Regions from separate parts of the Mus musculus genome. Here all the other regions are linked to region 1. Evidence: chromatin contacts called from public HiChIP or PLAC-seq and Micro-C data. All regions are on one chromosome and are shown on one strand. Each heading gives the region's core, a stretch centred on a gene start, on an enhancer-like site or on the middle of the called end of the contact. The rest is flanking DNA. Distances are from core to core; before and after follow the strand shown.

Region 1 (4,852 bases), core at 1,403-3,902:
CTGGGCCCCTGAGTACAGAAATGGCAGGCAAAGCCCTCAGTATGGGGAGCCTTGCAGACATTTACTGATTGTGAAGCCCCAAGTATGCACAAAACACATCCATGATATGATATTTAAAGCACAGTAGGAAGAGTGTTGCAAAAGCATGGCATACATGATTTATAACGTCATACGAATGTGTGGATGGATGGGGAGAGCCCAGAATGGGGGAGACGTGGAATTATTGAGGATCTCTTCAAGGAACTATCAGATTATCTCCAGCAGGATCGTAAGCCAGAATGCCAGGTGCGTGAATGACCATGAATGACTAGGGACTTGCACCTGCAGGAACAGGGGGTGTGGGGAGGGGGAGGAGGTCTGATTCACTGTTCTAGGACCATCCTGTTGAGCTGTAAACCCACTGTGAATGCCCCGGAAGGAGGGGTTACTGCAGAGCAGGCACTGGTTAGCCCTCCAAAGGTTACAGCATAAACAAAAACACAAAACTGCTTCCTGCAAAGCCTGGAGCAAAACCGTAACACACACACACACACACACACACACACACACACACCCCAAAAGGCCCTTAGACAAGAAAGCTGCTTTCTGAAATTGTGAACTCCTCAGATCCTTCGTGATGCAAATGTCTTCAAGTACCTTCCGTGGAAACCAAAGTCCCCCCCAACACACACCCACTCCCAATTTAAATGACCGCCCAAGGGCACAAAACCAAGGAGGCAGAATGGCTGAAAAGGAGGCCTGAAACGGGAGAGACAGAGAAAGGAATTACAACACACCCTGTGCCAGGAATCAGACCTTCAAATTCCCTCTGCCAAAAAGTTATTGGCCAGAGCAGACTAATCAGGGGGAAAATGCAAACCATTGACTCGTTTCTGTTTTCAAAAGGGAACTGTGATCTTTGTGGCGTTCCACCTTGCTCTAAAGCAGAACAAGGTGGAAAACGTAAAAGATCACTGGGGTCATTTTCAGCTAAGTGGTCAAATATGCCTAGGAATCTGAACACTCATTTGTGACCCTTGGTGACCCCTCTTCTGTGCGCGCAGAGGTCCAGATGCAAGACTTCCCCCACAAAAAAAAAGCCCTCTCCCAGCCTTTCAAAAGCATCTAGGGAGTGAGATCTGGAAAACGCAGTCAGCGGTGGGCTCAAAACAGGTCACAGAGATGCTGGCCATCTGACGCCTTATTGCAGCGTGCAGATTGTCTCTAGCCTATAGCATCAAGGTAACCTAAAAGGGTTTCTGGTTTTTGTTTTGAAAATGACCTAGGAGGGAGCAGGGCTTCAGGACTAAGCAGGCAACCTGCACGGGCAGTGCACCAGCGACACCTGGCAAAAAAAGGGGCAGGGCTGAGGAGCTCCGGAACCTTAAGATCTTGAGACCCAAGTTACCCTGCAAAAGGTAACAAGATTTTCCCAACAGCTTGAAGAAACAAATGCTATTTGCAGAAAGCTTACCCCTTCTCCCCCACCCCCTAGCCTCCCCAGGCAGCCCTGAGTATGGCTATCACGTGGGAGAGGGTTTCTGGATCTCGGGATTCCCCTCCAAAAAAAAAAAAAAAAAAAAAAAACGGCCACCTGCGATTACAAGTCGCATACACTGAAACCAGAGGTTTCCAAAGCTGGGGAGAACTGACTCGGTCCTGGTCCAGCGCGCACGAGGTGGCAAGAACAGCTGCGTCCCCGCACGCAGTCCCTGATTCCCAGAAGCTGGCGACCAACGTAGGCTACAGCAGCTCCCTGGCGCGTGGCAGCAACGAACACCGTGCGGCTGCAGAGAGGGGCGAGCCCCTAGCACGAGATTTACAAAAGGAAAAAGTCTGCAACCTAGCGGCTGCTCGCCACACGCCCGGCTCAAGTTGTCCCCATAGCCGCCACCTACAGGCTCGTGGGGTCCCGCCCCAGAGCCTCACGCCGCGTGCTCCCCGTGCAAAAAACGGAGTTGGGTGGGGGCAAGCAAGCCCGAGATTCGTCTCCTCGGGTGGCGCCGCGCACGATGAGAGCGGCTGCAGTTGCGTCCCCAGCACTGTGCACAAAGAGCGCCCGAGGTGGGGAAGCAGCGGCCGCAAGAAAAGGCTCTCCAACTTTGCCCGGCGTGTGTCCGGGACCCGTGGGCTGGTTGTCCCAGGCGTCGGTCACCCACGCGCAACTTTTAACAAAAAGGAAGCCGTGGCCGCACCTCGCTCGGAGAGAGGACGCTCTCGGTGCGAAGCCCGAGGCCGCCCGCCCCTGCCACCCGCGCGCAGTCGGCACAAAAGCATCACCAAACTCGCCCGCAGCCTGCAGCTCGCTGCCTGGGTTCCCAGAAGACCCTCGGCCCCGGGTCTCCACCACCCGGGCTGAGGTCTCTCAGCTCAGGTGAGCGAGGCGGGCCACCAGAGTCCCGCGGCCGCCTACCACCTTCGAGGTGGTAGGCATGGGAAAAGCCAACAGCTACCACTCCGGACGCACCCAGGTGGCACCCCTCCCGGACCCGGGCTGCGCCCACAGAGGGTGCAGTCCTCTTGTCTGCCGCTCTTTCCCACCTGTCTGGCCACGGAGCAGGACCAACAGGACGCAGAGCAGATCCCAGGCGCCGCGAGCGCCTCTCATCGCGGTGGCTGCGCTAGACTCTGAGCTCCTCTCTCTGCTACAGCTCTCGCCCAAGTGCACCGAGCGCGGCAAAGCCGAGCCCCCAGAGCCACTAGCGGCGCGCGACAGCCCCTCCTCCAGCCCTCCTCCCAGCTCGTGGCCACGCCCCTCCCTTCTCCCGCCCGGGTCGCACTCCCTCCCGCTGCCTAGTGCCCGGGGCTCTCGGGCTGCAATAAGCTGATCCCGGGGGCGCTGTGCCCTCTAAGACCAGGAGCCCCCACAGGCCCTCCACCCTGGATCCTCTTCCTCCTAGCACTCTCCCTCCATCGGTGGTCCTTCAGTCCAGGCGGCTGGCTGGCCACGCAGGTGCTGCCCGCGCTTTGTGAAGCCCAGCGCCACGAGCGCATTAGGTACGGGCCAGCCACCTGGCAGGTGCTCCCTAGACAATAAAGGACAACCACCGGTCCCTCCAGCAAGCTCCGGAGCGGGGAGAATATATTCGGCTTATGGTGGAGGTGTTACTAGTCGGGATTGCCGGGCGAAGGGATTAGGAAACTGGGTCCCCAACATTTATTTCTGTTCCTGTTGGTAGAGGAGGACGGATCGTGGCACCCCTGACCTCAGTAAAAGACCGAGCCCACGTTTAAGTAATTTTTCATGCTCAGTTTCTCCACCTGCTGCGAAACCTGTAAGAATACAGCTGATTTCTATTGGCCAGCGTGGACCTCCACCCAGCCAAGCTCCTGCTGAGACTTGTGGAAACTGGGCCAGTGGACTACAGAGGCATCCTGTGAAGGAGTTAGCTTTGAAACTCGGTTTTTAAAACCTATTTGCATTTGGGTGCCTTTTCTCTTGTGTTAATTATTTTTTTAATCTCACCCTCAACACCCCCCCCCCGCCCCATCCCCTCTGAGTCCCCCTTTCCCCAACTCGATCCGACTGTGGTCTGCCTTAGGAGCAAGATAAAAGCAAAATAATTTCCTTTTAAAGTTTTTTTTTAATGTGTATGAGTGTTTTACTTACATGAATATGTGTGTGTGCCACGTGTGTGACTAGTGCCCAGGGAGGTCAGAAGGATGTCAGATCTCCTGAAACTAGAGTTACGGATGCTTGTGTATCATCTTGTGGGTGCCTGGAGCCCAACTACTCTTGTTCTTTGTTTGTTTCTTTGTTTGTTTGTTTGTTTGTTTCGAGACAGGGTTACTGGCTGTCCTGGAACTCACTTTGTAGACCAGGCTGCCTCGAACTCAGAAATTCGCCTGCCTCTGCCTCCCAAGTGCTGGGATTAAAGTCATGCGCCAACTTTCTTGTTCTTAACTAATTGACCCAACTCTCCAACTCCTAAAGTAATTCTCTTAAGACAATTTCTACCTAGGGACATTTCACAGTCACTGTGGCTATCCGGGGGTGGACAGTAACAATCTGGGTTTTTATAGTATCCGGGTCTACAGTTAACGTTATGAAGTAGAGAAGATAAACGTTTGTTTTGGGGGTTCTTTAAGTCCCAAGATTGTACACTTAATAGTGTTTAAGTGTGAGACCTCAAACCAATATTTTTTCTGGTATCGTTTCCCCACATATTTTTTTATAATTTGTTTACTTATTTATTATTTGTTTATTGAAGGTGCTTCATGTGGGTGTCAGAGAACAACTTTGAAGAGTGTGTTCTTTCTCTCCACTGTATAGGTCCTGGGACTCAGGCACCTTCCAGCTTGGTAGCAAGAGCCCTAGACGGTCCAAATGAGTGGTCTCACTGGCATCCTGACAAATGGATTAAACAGCCCTACAGAATGCTTAAAAGTGTAAACTAGGGCAGACACACACCACCACAAAAATGTAATAAATTGGAAGGTAGGTAGATAGGTGGGTGGATGGATGGATAGATGGATGAGTAGATAAATAGATAGATGGATGGATAGATAATACAAATAATATTTTTAAGAATGGAAAAATAAAAGGGAGATAATCACTGGGGAAAATAACAATTTAAATACACATGGCCTCATTGAGTATCATCAAGAATAATATATCACTTCCCAGCTTTCTGACATCATTTAATATTGAAGCCATCCTTTCGGATATTGACAGGCTTAAGAAAATTCATTTTCCAAACTATTCACTTAAAATGTGTCAGTACTAGAGAATGATCAAATGACCCAGGTATATAACTGCCTCTCCTGACACCACTTAATGTGTCCCTTCCTTAAAAAGTGCACTTTGGAGCACCTTCAGGCCAGCAAGGAGGAGCGAGGCACTGTTAGTAGATGTGGCCCCGTGCTCACCATC
Region 2 (4,852 bases), core at 1,078-3,577, 340 kb after region 1:
ATGTGAAATGAGAGACACTGATCATGAAAGATGTTTCACTGTTATAATTACTCCGAGACAGTAGAAAGCATGCAATAGGAAGAAATAAAGTTTAAGTCAACGAGCTTGTCTTAGTGTGGGTTTCATTGCTGTGAAGAGACACCATGACCAAGGCAACTCTTATAAAGGCAAATGTGTAATTGGGGCTGGCTTACAGTTTCAGAGGTTTAGTCCTAATCATCATGGTGGGAAGCAGGGCAGCATGCAGGTAGACATGATGCCGGAAAAAGACCTGGGAGTTCTACATCTTGATCTAAAGGCAGCCAGGAGGAGTCTCTCTCTGCACTCTGGGTGGCACTTGAGTACCAGGAGTCTTCATAGCTCACCCAGACAGTGACACACTTCCTCCAACTATTAGGCCACACCTCCTAAGAGTGCCACTTCCCATGGGCCAAGCATTTTCAAACCACCACAGACCTAGAAATCATAAGCACCACATCAGACCTTGATCCTCTTTCGTTCCTCTATGATATTTTTCCTTGGAGGAAAAGTTCATTAGTTTCAGATGATGCTTTAGAAGGTGGTGCTGGGTCTGAGGCACCTGCAGAAAGAAACCCACAGCTCTGAGAGGCAAGTGGAAGGTTCCCACGCCTATGCGTTATGTCTCCAGTCCTGAGGTCGCAAAGAATGGGAGATCATTACAGTTGTTCCAACAAGGGGTCCTGGTCACAGCCTTCTACTGACACAATCAAGATTTGACAAGAGGTAGACACATAACACTACTTGAGCCATCATTCTGTAACCTGAAAGAACCTTGTTTTAAATGAAACTCCACAGGATATGGAAGTCTTCTGTGACAACCCCTACTCTCACCTCCTTCTCCCCCACCCCCGAAAAAAAGTAACAGTCTAGACAGGAAGTCACCAAAGAGAACTCTTAAAGAGTGTGACGGGGAAGCTGAAGCACAGCTCTCCACAATGGTGGCTTCTGGTGGGGGAGGAGACGGGGAGGACTCAGTTCTATTGAAGGGGCAGCCCACTGGGAGTTTGACCATGCCACAGTGAATGTACAGATAACACAAGGTGAACTTGGCTTTTTTTTAATTATTATTTTTATTTCTACTTTTTTTAGGGGAGGTAACAAGGGTGTGGAGTGGACATGGAAGGACTGGGAAGTGAGTATGATTGTGGTGCATGATGGGAAATTCCCAGAGGACCAATAAAAATGTTAGGGTAGAAAAAAATCAATAAATGAATGAAACTGCACATCCAAGGTGGCATGCATAGGATGATGGCAAGCACGCAATGATACGCACACTAGAGGACGGCGGGCCAAGAGTACACAAAGGCGGAACAGTTGCACTGAGAAGAGGAGACGGCTGGTAGTGTTTTCCTCATTTTTCAAAATTTCCCTTTGATGCTGGGGTTACGCTGCCTTACAATAAACAGGGGAAGAATGTAAATACGTTGAAAGCAAAGATTAATGAGCATTTATCTTGAGCAGTATACACATCACACAACAGCTCAGGCCCGGCATTGTCTTTTCATTTCCTAATCCTTGAGGCTGACAATGAAATATTCAAATGCCAAGAAACACAAAGGCATCCCAGAATTATCCCCGAGGAAGAGTAATGTGACTCCACTATCATTACTTAATTCATGCAAAGTGCCTTAAATAAGTGGCTTTATCTTCATCTTGTGGTGTTTTTTTTTTTTTATTTAGTAGATTTCTATAAATGTGTCTAATGATGACATGCCAGTGAGGACCACGTGCTGAAGCGGATCTAACAATGCAATCACAGGGATTTGAAAAAACGGACAAAAGAATAATCATGGCTATATAGTCTCTGAGTAGTTTTGAATACAAATGCAAAAATTTTTGGTAAATGTTCATAATTAGTGTATCTGGAGCCAAAAAGGGAAACCTGGCTTCCTAGGAAATGTTTTAACTCGGGGATCCAAACAATAAAGAGAAGTTAATGTGAAGGCGAAGGGGGGTGGGTCTCATAGTTTGTTTTCTAGGGCGAACATAAAGGGTTTCATATTAATCACAGTTGCTAGAAAGAGATGCATTGAGATTAAATCAGGAGAGACATTTCTGCTATTAAGACGGTTGGGTACCTGTGAGAGGTGAATTTAAGGCTATTCTTAGATCCTGCTTCTCTTCATCCCTCCCTGCCTATACTAGAAATAGCCACAATAAGGATATTCTATATCCATGCCATGCTGATTCTTTTCAAATTATTTGTGCATGCACTTCCTCATTAGAGTCTTCTAATCTGAGTGGGTTGAAAGGCACACACATTACTGAGCCGTGGTTTTTTTAAAGGCACAGGGAGATCTAAGTAGCTTACAGATGGACCACAAGGGGGCAGGCTGGTTAGGCTCACCCTTCAGAGCAGCTAGAAAGGGGGGTGTTTATAGATACTGCCTATAAAGAAAGGACTACACTCTGACGTGCTTGATAGAGGTATCAAGACACAGAATCAAGATCATGGAAAATGTCCATAACTCCACACACATAGAGGGAACTATTTTTAATGCCTTGGAGCACCTCAATCTGGCTATAATAGAATCGTATGCCTTTCTTTGTAGTCTCTGGAGCAAATGGACAGGATGATAAAAGAATCCCTCACCCTCCAAGCCTCCAGACCGCACCTCTGTGCCTGTGTGGTCCACGCTCCCTTCTGGTTCAGAGGTAGACTGATTGTATTCCTATTATTTGTTCTGCACCGACTCCAGTTCCTCTCTCCACTGTGCCATTCGTTTGCTCTTTGTCTGGATTCCTCCCCTGTGCCGCATCATTTTTGCCAGTAGACAATACATATTGGAATTTTCCGATTGTATCATTTTTGCCAGTAGACAAAACAAATTGGAATTTTCCTATTGTTCCATCTCTCAGAAACAAAGAAATGACAGTTAGGGAGGTAGTTCAGTGGCACAGCCCTTGCCTAGTGTGTGCCAGGTCCTAGTTCAGCTGCCATCACAAAGAAAGAAGAAACTCTCAAGCCGCCCCTCAAGCCCTCCCATGATGGCAAAGAAAGAGTGAGGTAAATGATATAGCAGACTTGCTCACACATGATTTATTTGAAACCTTCCGACTAAGTATGGCCACAGATAGGCATGGACATATTTTAAATATTGAACCAGGGCTTTATGCTTGGGACCTAAAATAATGTTTTACACACAATATAACCTTTTGTGTTCTAGAAGTAGACAGAAATTAAACACAAAAGTAGGTAAACTTAGCAGGCCATAGTTCATGTATTTAAGTTATGAAAGAAAATGAAGCCAACTAGGGAGTGGAGAGTAAGGAGGAAGAGAGGTGATCTGCTAAGTATATACATTCTCCATAAAAATAACTCAGAATTAGCGATTCCTCACTGTGACAAAATAGCGGATACAAACAACTTCAAAAAGAAAAGGTTTACCTGGGCTCAGAGCTTCAAAAGTTTTAGTCCCACCCACTTGGCTCCATTGTTTTCTGTCTACAGTGAAGAATATGGCAGAGAAGATGTCAGGGCAATGGCCTCATGCTACAGAGAGGTGACAAGAGGAGGAAGCGAAGGGCTGGGGGCAAGTCCTGGTCCCCAAGAACATTCTCAAAGGGCTCTATCCAATAACGAATCCATCAATGGATTGATTATCCATGTGATCAGAACCCTCATCCAATATTTCCCCAAACCCGCCTCTGAATATTACTGACCTGGGGGGCCAAACTCCCATCAAATGAGCCTTGAGGGGACATTTGAGATCTGAATCACATCATGTACTGAAAATGTCACTCACTGGCCTGAGTTTTTCACTAAAATTTATCTTCAGTGTGATTTTTTTGTCATTGTCCTTTACATTATTTTTAATAAAAGCATATTATATGGTCTGACCGATGTTTGTTTGACCAATTCAAATGTCAGGTGGCCTCTAGTTTTCAATCCTTGTAAATATCAGTTAGGTTCATTCTGGCTCGTCCTGAACCTGTTGTCTTCTATGTCACCAGAGCCACAAGAGGCTACTGAACACTTGAAAGGGAATTAACCCACACTGAGATATATATGTTTTAAGATTCATGCTAGTCTTAATACAAAACAAGAAAAGAAATGTGTTATTAATAATTTACTATACCTATTGTATGTTGAGATTATAGTATTTTGGTAGGTATATAGTTTTCTACCAAGATTACATTCACATGGGGTTTTTTGTTGTTGTTTTGATTTTGATTTTTAAGATGGCTACTGGAGAGTTAACAGCTTGTGCTTCATACCTGTGGCTCTCATATTCCTCCTATACACCGCTGGTCTAGACACATACAGAGGACATTAACATTCTGTTTAATTATTCATTACTCTGGGTTGACAAGCTATCTTAGGAATCAGCACAGTCCAAGGCTCCCAGCCTTTCAGGTTATAGTCTTAACTAACTTCCTTAGTGCTGGAAGTAACCCTCCAGGTGCCTTAGTAAGAAAAATGTTTTCATATGTAAAGAAATAACCTTGGTCTTTTATGTGGCCAGTTTGACATCATTTGTCCTTCTGGATTCTCCAGTTTAAAGACCTATGACCTCCCAATTGAGGGATGGTTTCTCCTGGTAGAGACTGTTCACAGATAAGGAAGGGAGAAGACAAAGGATTAGACTTGAAATGTGGCTGGGGCAGGCAAATGGGGAAATGTTATCTTTTTTTCGTTTCTGAAGATGTTTTCCATTGCTGCTGGTAAATGTTCAACTCAGCAAACCATGAAATCAGACCAACATCTCTCCAACTTTTTTTTTTAGTTTAGTTTTTTTATTAGATGTATTTCTTTAATGGTGGGTGCGCGTGTGTGAAAGTTGGTTACCTCCTCCCACTGTGGGTTCCAGAGTGAACTCAGCAGGTCATC
Region 3 (4,852 bases), core at 628-3,127, 290 kb after region 1:
AATTCACATGTATTCACTTATCTATCTTTACAAAAGCCCTGCGAAATAGACATTTCCCCTTATCTCTCTCTTATAGATGAGAGAGAGAGAGGTCCAAGACACAGGAAGGTTAAATTATTTTTTCAAGGTGATAAAAGCAGCCACTGGCCTCAGAGCCCATGCTAACCACTATGTCCTGAGACCATAAACTCTGCAAGAGCAGGAATTTTTATCTCTATTGTTTGCTACTGAATCCTTAATGCTTCAGATAATAACTCACATATAGTAGGCCTTCAATAAGAAACTGAATGGATGAATAAAACAATATTCAAATGAAGTACAGTAGCTTCAGTTTCTTCTTCGGAGTTACTAATGCAAGCCCACACTAAATCCTGTCGGAATAGACCATCAGTTCATGTCAATCAATTTGGGATAGCATCTCTTTTCTACAATGGAATCCCACAACTGGAGGTGCAGGTCATGAACAGAGCTCTCATAGAGCATCCACGAGGCCCTAACAGGGCTAGATCCAATCCCCAGCCACACAATACACCAGTGCATATGAACTTATTAAATGTGGTCCCATTTCATCAACACAACAGATATTTTGTTGATTACAGGTTATTGCAGAATAAGCTGAGATACCATGCCAGGAGCTCTGAGTCTGGAGAAGGGGCAGAGGCTTGAGAAAACAGTCATGAAGGTGTCGATGAAGGCTTCCATAGCACAGATCACCATGCAGCCAGTCCTGTGCCATAGAGCAGGGTGGATGTGGCAAAGCCCAGAGCTCAGGGAAGGGCATGAGAAGAGCAACAGCAGCCCTGTGTGGAGCTTACACGCGTGAGTGAGACTCTCGAGCAACCAACTGAAACTCAAGGGCAGAAGGAGACGGCTGGGAGAGACTTCTAAGGGACTTGTCTGTGGGGAAGCAGGGGCATTTGTGCTTTTCTCTGTGAGCACTGGAGGCCACTGTAAGTTGTTCAGCCATGAGGTGCCACAATGAGATGTGATTTCTCCATAAGAGGATATATTTGGAAGTAAAGGTGTTTGAGGTGACTATTTCTACTCAACCACCATTTTTAATCTCTGTGGGAGACCAGAAGAGCCTGATAGGCACTGCGTCATCCAAATAAGACACCCCACGCTGATGACAGGACTTCTGGCCACTTCTGATAGTCTCCTAATCTTTACAGAGAATCTGAACAGCTTTTGTCTCTGCCGTTCATGATGTTTTCTCATGAGCACTTTGGTGCCTGGGTCTGCACTTCCCTCTTAATCTTCTGAAAGATTTATGTTCCCATCATCTCTGCACGTGACAGGCTCAACTGATGTCAGTTACCGTAGATGAGGCTGGCGGATAGATCGTCCGTTACAGCTGGGGACCTGTGACATTGTCTGATCGAAATGTACTGTGCGAAGGAAGCATTTCTCGGCGGGGAGTAACTTGGCATTTCAGCCCCCCAGGAGGCCCACTGAGGAGAGAGGAGGCTGGGATGCCAACTCACTAATGGGAATGCACAAGCCCACATCCCTGCTTTGCGCAGAACTTCAACGCTAGCTGGCAGGGACTTTTTGCATTTACTTATATCTCAGAGGCATTGGTGGAAAAACAATCTCTACATATTGGAGGCAAAAGTGGAGGCACAGAACTTACTTTGTTTTTATTTGCCCCAAACCACACACACTCAAACATAAAATATGTATGAGGTAAGAAGCAGCTGCAGTGTGCACAGAGAGCCTTGCACTGAAACATCAGGGTCCCCTCCGAATGCTCCAGAAGCCTGCGTGGTTCATGGCACAGGGGGAGACGGAATGGCAGCAGCAGCTTTGAACTCGGCTTCTGCTGTTCCAAACAGTGTTTTTCCCTACTCTTTAAAAAATGTACCTGCCTGGTCTCAGACCACATCAAAGAAGTTTCTTTGTGCAGTGGATGGTAGTTAACACAGGAACTCACAGCTGGTCACACTGCAGAGAGTGAATGACTGTGTCATGCTCAGCCACAAAAGAGACACGTATAGCACACACACACACACACACACACACACACACACACACACACACACACACGAGTGCACACACTTAAGGATTCAGGGACCATAGTGGAAGAAGGGTCTGCAAGATTGTAAGAGCCAAACTGTCTTCTGGACATGACAGGGTCATTACACACCTAAAGTCAAAGCAACTGGTTGTCTGCACACGACCTGCACAGCATCCATCCATCCAGTCAGCTTCCAGCATGGAGTCTGGGAGGGGCTCAGGAGTCTCCATCCTCAGCTTAGGAGCTATTGTCAGTAGATGGTTTCTGGTGGGCAGAGGGGTAGTTTTCTTTAAGAATGTGAATCCTGGTAGGTTGATGGCACTTCTGCAGACAGCCTCATACCCATGCATTTACGTGCAGAACAAATTGAACTCAGAGATTAATTTTAAAAAGGGGGGGGGGCATGAAATTTAGAAGAGACCAGGGGATGAAGGGAGAATCTCAGAAGAGAAGAGTTTCTCTTAAGGGAGAAACTGGGAATAAATATGATCAAAATACATTGCATGCATATACGAGACTCTCCAAGGATTAATAACTTATTACATATTATTTTAATATTAAAATATTAATTGCAATCTAATCTCAGACCTTTTTGTTCCCAGAATCCTTCCTAAGGATTCTGTTTGAACAAGGGACTTGCTAAGGGAGAAGACTGACAGTCAAAAAATATTGGGACCAGCTTGGGGGTGGGACAAGGTACTCTCAGCAGGTAACTGAGGATCTCAAAGAAGGGATGCCTGTATCTGTCTTGTACAAACACCGTGATACAGCTTACTGACAAAACGGGAGGAACCTAAAGTGTGGTCCTCTGTGACTCTCTGCTGGACTGGACCAGGGGAAGAAGAAAGAAGCAGGAAATAAAATGATAGCCAATGTATTGGGGGAAGGCATTGGATGTGGTACCACCGAACCCCAGGTTAAAATCATGTCCTGACGAATGCTTTACATTGCTTCCTCTTCTTCAGGGAAGCCCAGCCTGCTCCAGCCCTCACCTAACACACAAAACCCCATCTTGCCTTCTGAGTTTTGTATCTGTGTATCTGTGGAGCTCAAAACGGTCTCAGCATCCCGCTGCATCCTCTGCCTGCCAAGCCAAGGCCTCTCTTCTTTCACATGCTCTACTTGATATGCGTTGATAGGAACCCCTTCTCCTTCAGGCTGCACCCAGAAGCATCTTGCCAGCCACTTGAGAAGGGATGCATCTCAATTTTCCTTCTCATCGCCTGATAAGCTGGCGAGCGCCTCTCTGAGAGGACCTGCATTCTGATTCCCTGAACAGTGAGCAGCTGGGTCTGTGGGCATGTGGGAGAAGGAGAGAGAAAAGATGGGAGAGGAGCAGCTGGCTCCCTTCTACCTCTGCCTAAGATCTGGGCACTGGAGACTTGTCAAGACTTACCTCTGAGAAGGCTCAGCGGTTAACAGCATTGGCTGCTCTTCCAGAGGACCTGGGGTTCAATCCCTAGCACACACATGATGGCTCACAATCATCTGTATCTGTTCCCAAGGAGTCCAATGGCCTCTGAAAGCACTACACACATAAGGTATACATACATACATACATACATACATACATACATACATACATACATACATACGCAGGCAACACATAATAATAATTATTATTAATAATAATAATAAATTTAAGGATGTATCTCTGTGTCTGACCCTGCCCCAGGGCTCTGAGGCTCAGCAACTTCCTGGGAAGTCACAGATAAAGATGAATTAAGAAAATGAGGGTGTGGGGCTGAAGAGATGATGGCTCAGCAGTTAAGAGCACTGACTGCTCTTCCAGAGGTCCTGAGTTCAATTCCCAACAACCACATGCTGACTAACAACCGTCTGTAATGGGATCTGGCACCCTCTTCTGGTGTGTCTGAAGACAGCTACAGTGTACTCATATAAATAAAATAAATCTTGTGAGAAAGAGAGAAAGGGAGAAAGGGGGAAGAAAGAAAGAGAGAGAGAGAGAGAGAGAGAGAGAGAGAGAGAGAGAGAGGAAGGAAGGAAGGAAGGAAGGAAGGAAGGAAGGAAGGAAGGAAGGAAGGAAGAAGGAAGGAAGGAAGGGCAGGCCTTTGAGATGACTCCATGGGTAAAAGTGCTCTCAGTGGTGACCTGGGTACAGGCCCAGGAACCCACACAAAGGTAAGAGGAGATAAACAATTTCACAAAGATGTCCTCTGACTTCAGTGTGTGTGTGTGTGTGTGTGCTTAAGTGCACTTGTGCATGTGTATACACACACACACACACACACACACACACACACACGCACACAAGTTTTAAGATTGTTTTAAGTTGCAAAAGAAAAGAGGGAGGATAGAAATGAGACTTATCTGAGGCATGGAGACCCTGGAGACCTTGGACTTTGCCAATCTATCCATGATATTATGTCCATAAAGTAAAACCCAGAAGCCAATTACAGTGCACAGGGCCCCACACAAGCCAGTTCTTGTTTACTTTCCAGCTTCATCTCCGTCACAGTGAGCTCCCCTCCACTCTGACAAGCTTCTTCCACTCCACCCCACCCCACCCCACCCCTAGGGCCTGCTTTCTGCTTTGTTGAGGGCCGACTTCCTGGCTGTGTTGTCACATGAGGCAGAGAGAGAGAAAGAGAGGCTCTCTGGGGTCTTGTAGGAACACCACTAACCCTATCCCGCCATAGCTCCACCCCTCCACTCCTCGGGACATAGCTTGCTACTGCTTTTCTCCAAATAGGATGATACTGGAGTTCATCAGTGGTTCACTGGAGTTTACAGCGGTTCACCATATGCTCCTTTAACCTTAGCCTTAATTACTTCTTGTTTGCAAATACATCCATATGAGGGCCAAGACTGAGC

What was found. Hi-C and Micro-C count contacts between places; a contact is called where the count stands out from the background. HiChIP or PLAC-seq counts read pairs in DNA pulled down with a chosen protein or histone mark.
Region 2: an H3K4me3 HiChIP or PLAC-seq map of embryonic basal ganglia shows a contact between it and region 1, with 2.8 times the contacts expected there. The contact joins the enhancer-like site here to the promoter of Kit in region 1. A contact is called at or near these places in 6 of 39 promoter capture datasets (the HPC-7 cell line, HPC-7-derived erythroid cells, cranial neural crest and 2 more), 1 of 484 Hi-C or Micro-C datasets (cochlea) and 11 of 115 datasets of contacts at active chromatin or transcription factors (VIP interneurons, craniofacial prominence, embryonic basal ganglia and 8 more).
Region 3: a contact with region 1 is called in a Micro-C map of the G1E-ER4 cell line, with 2.6 times the contacts expected there. The contact joins the enhancer-like site here to the promoter of Kit in region 1. A contact is called at or near these places in 3 of 39 promoter capture datasets (the HPC-7 cell line, hematopoietic stem and progenitor cells and liver), 6 of 484 Hi-C or Micro-C datasets (the G1E-ER4 cell line, the HPC-7 cell line, nephron progenitors and 1 more), 5 of 115 datasets of contacts at active chromatin or transcription factors (embryonic forebrain, embryonic hindbrain, embryonic midbrain and 2 more) and 1 of 9 other capture datasets (adipose tissue).

The regions. Positions count from the first base shown.
Region 1 is chr5:75,572,787-75,577,638 of GRCm38.p6, reverse strand. It overlaps Kit (KIT proto-oncogene receptor tyrosine kinase), which reads right to left and starts at 2,652. Exons shown (of 21, transcript NM_001122733.1): 1 at 2,521-2,652. The coding sequence starts at 2,587.
Region 2 is chr5:75,236,051-75,240,902 of GRCm38.p6, reverse strand. No RefSeq gene overlaps it. Among named protein-coding and RNA genes, the nearest start is that of Mir7025, 62 kb to the right of the region's middle. Within about 2 kb of position 2,327, at least 8 of the 459 cell types and tissues checked have an H3K27ac peak or open chromatin away from gene starts, as enhancers often do. A contact at or near this core is called in embryonic basal ganglia, where this site is marked.
Region 3 is chr5:75,282,501-75,287,352 of GRCm38.p6, reverse strand. No RefSeq gene overlaps it. Among named protein-coding and RNA genes, the nearest start is that of Mir7025, 110 kb to the right of the region's middle. Within about 2 kb of position 1,877, at least 15 of the 459 cell types and tissues checked have an H3K27ac peak or open chromatin away from gene starts, as enhancers often do. A contact at or near this core is called in the G1E-ER4 cell line, the HPC-7 cell line, hematopoietic stem and progenitor cells and 1 more, where this site is marked.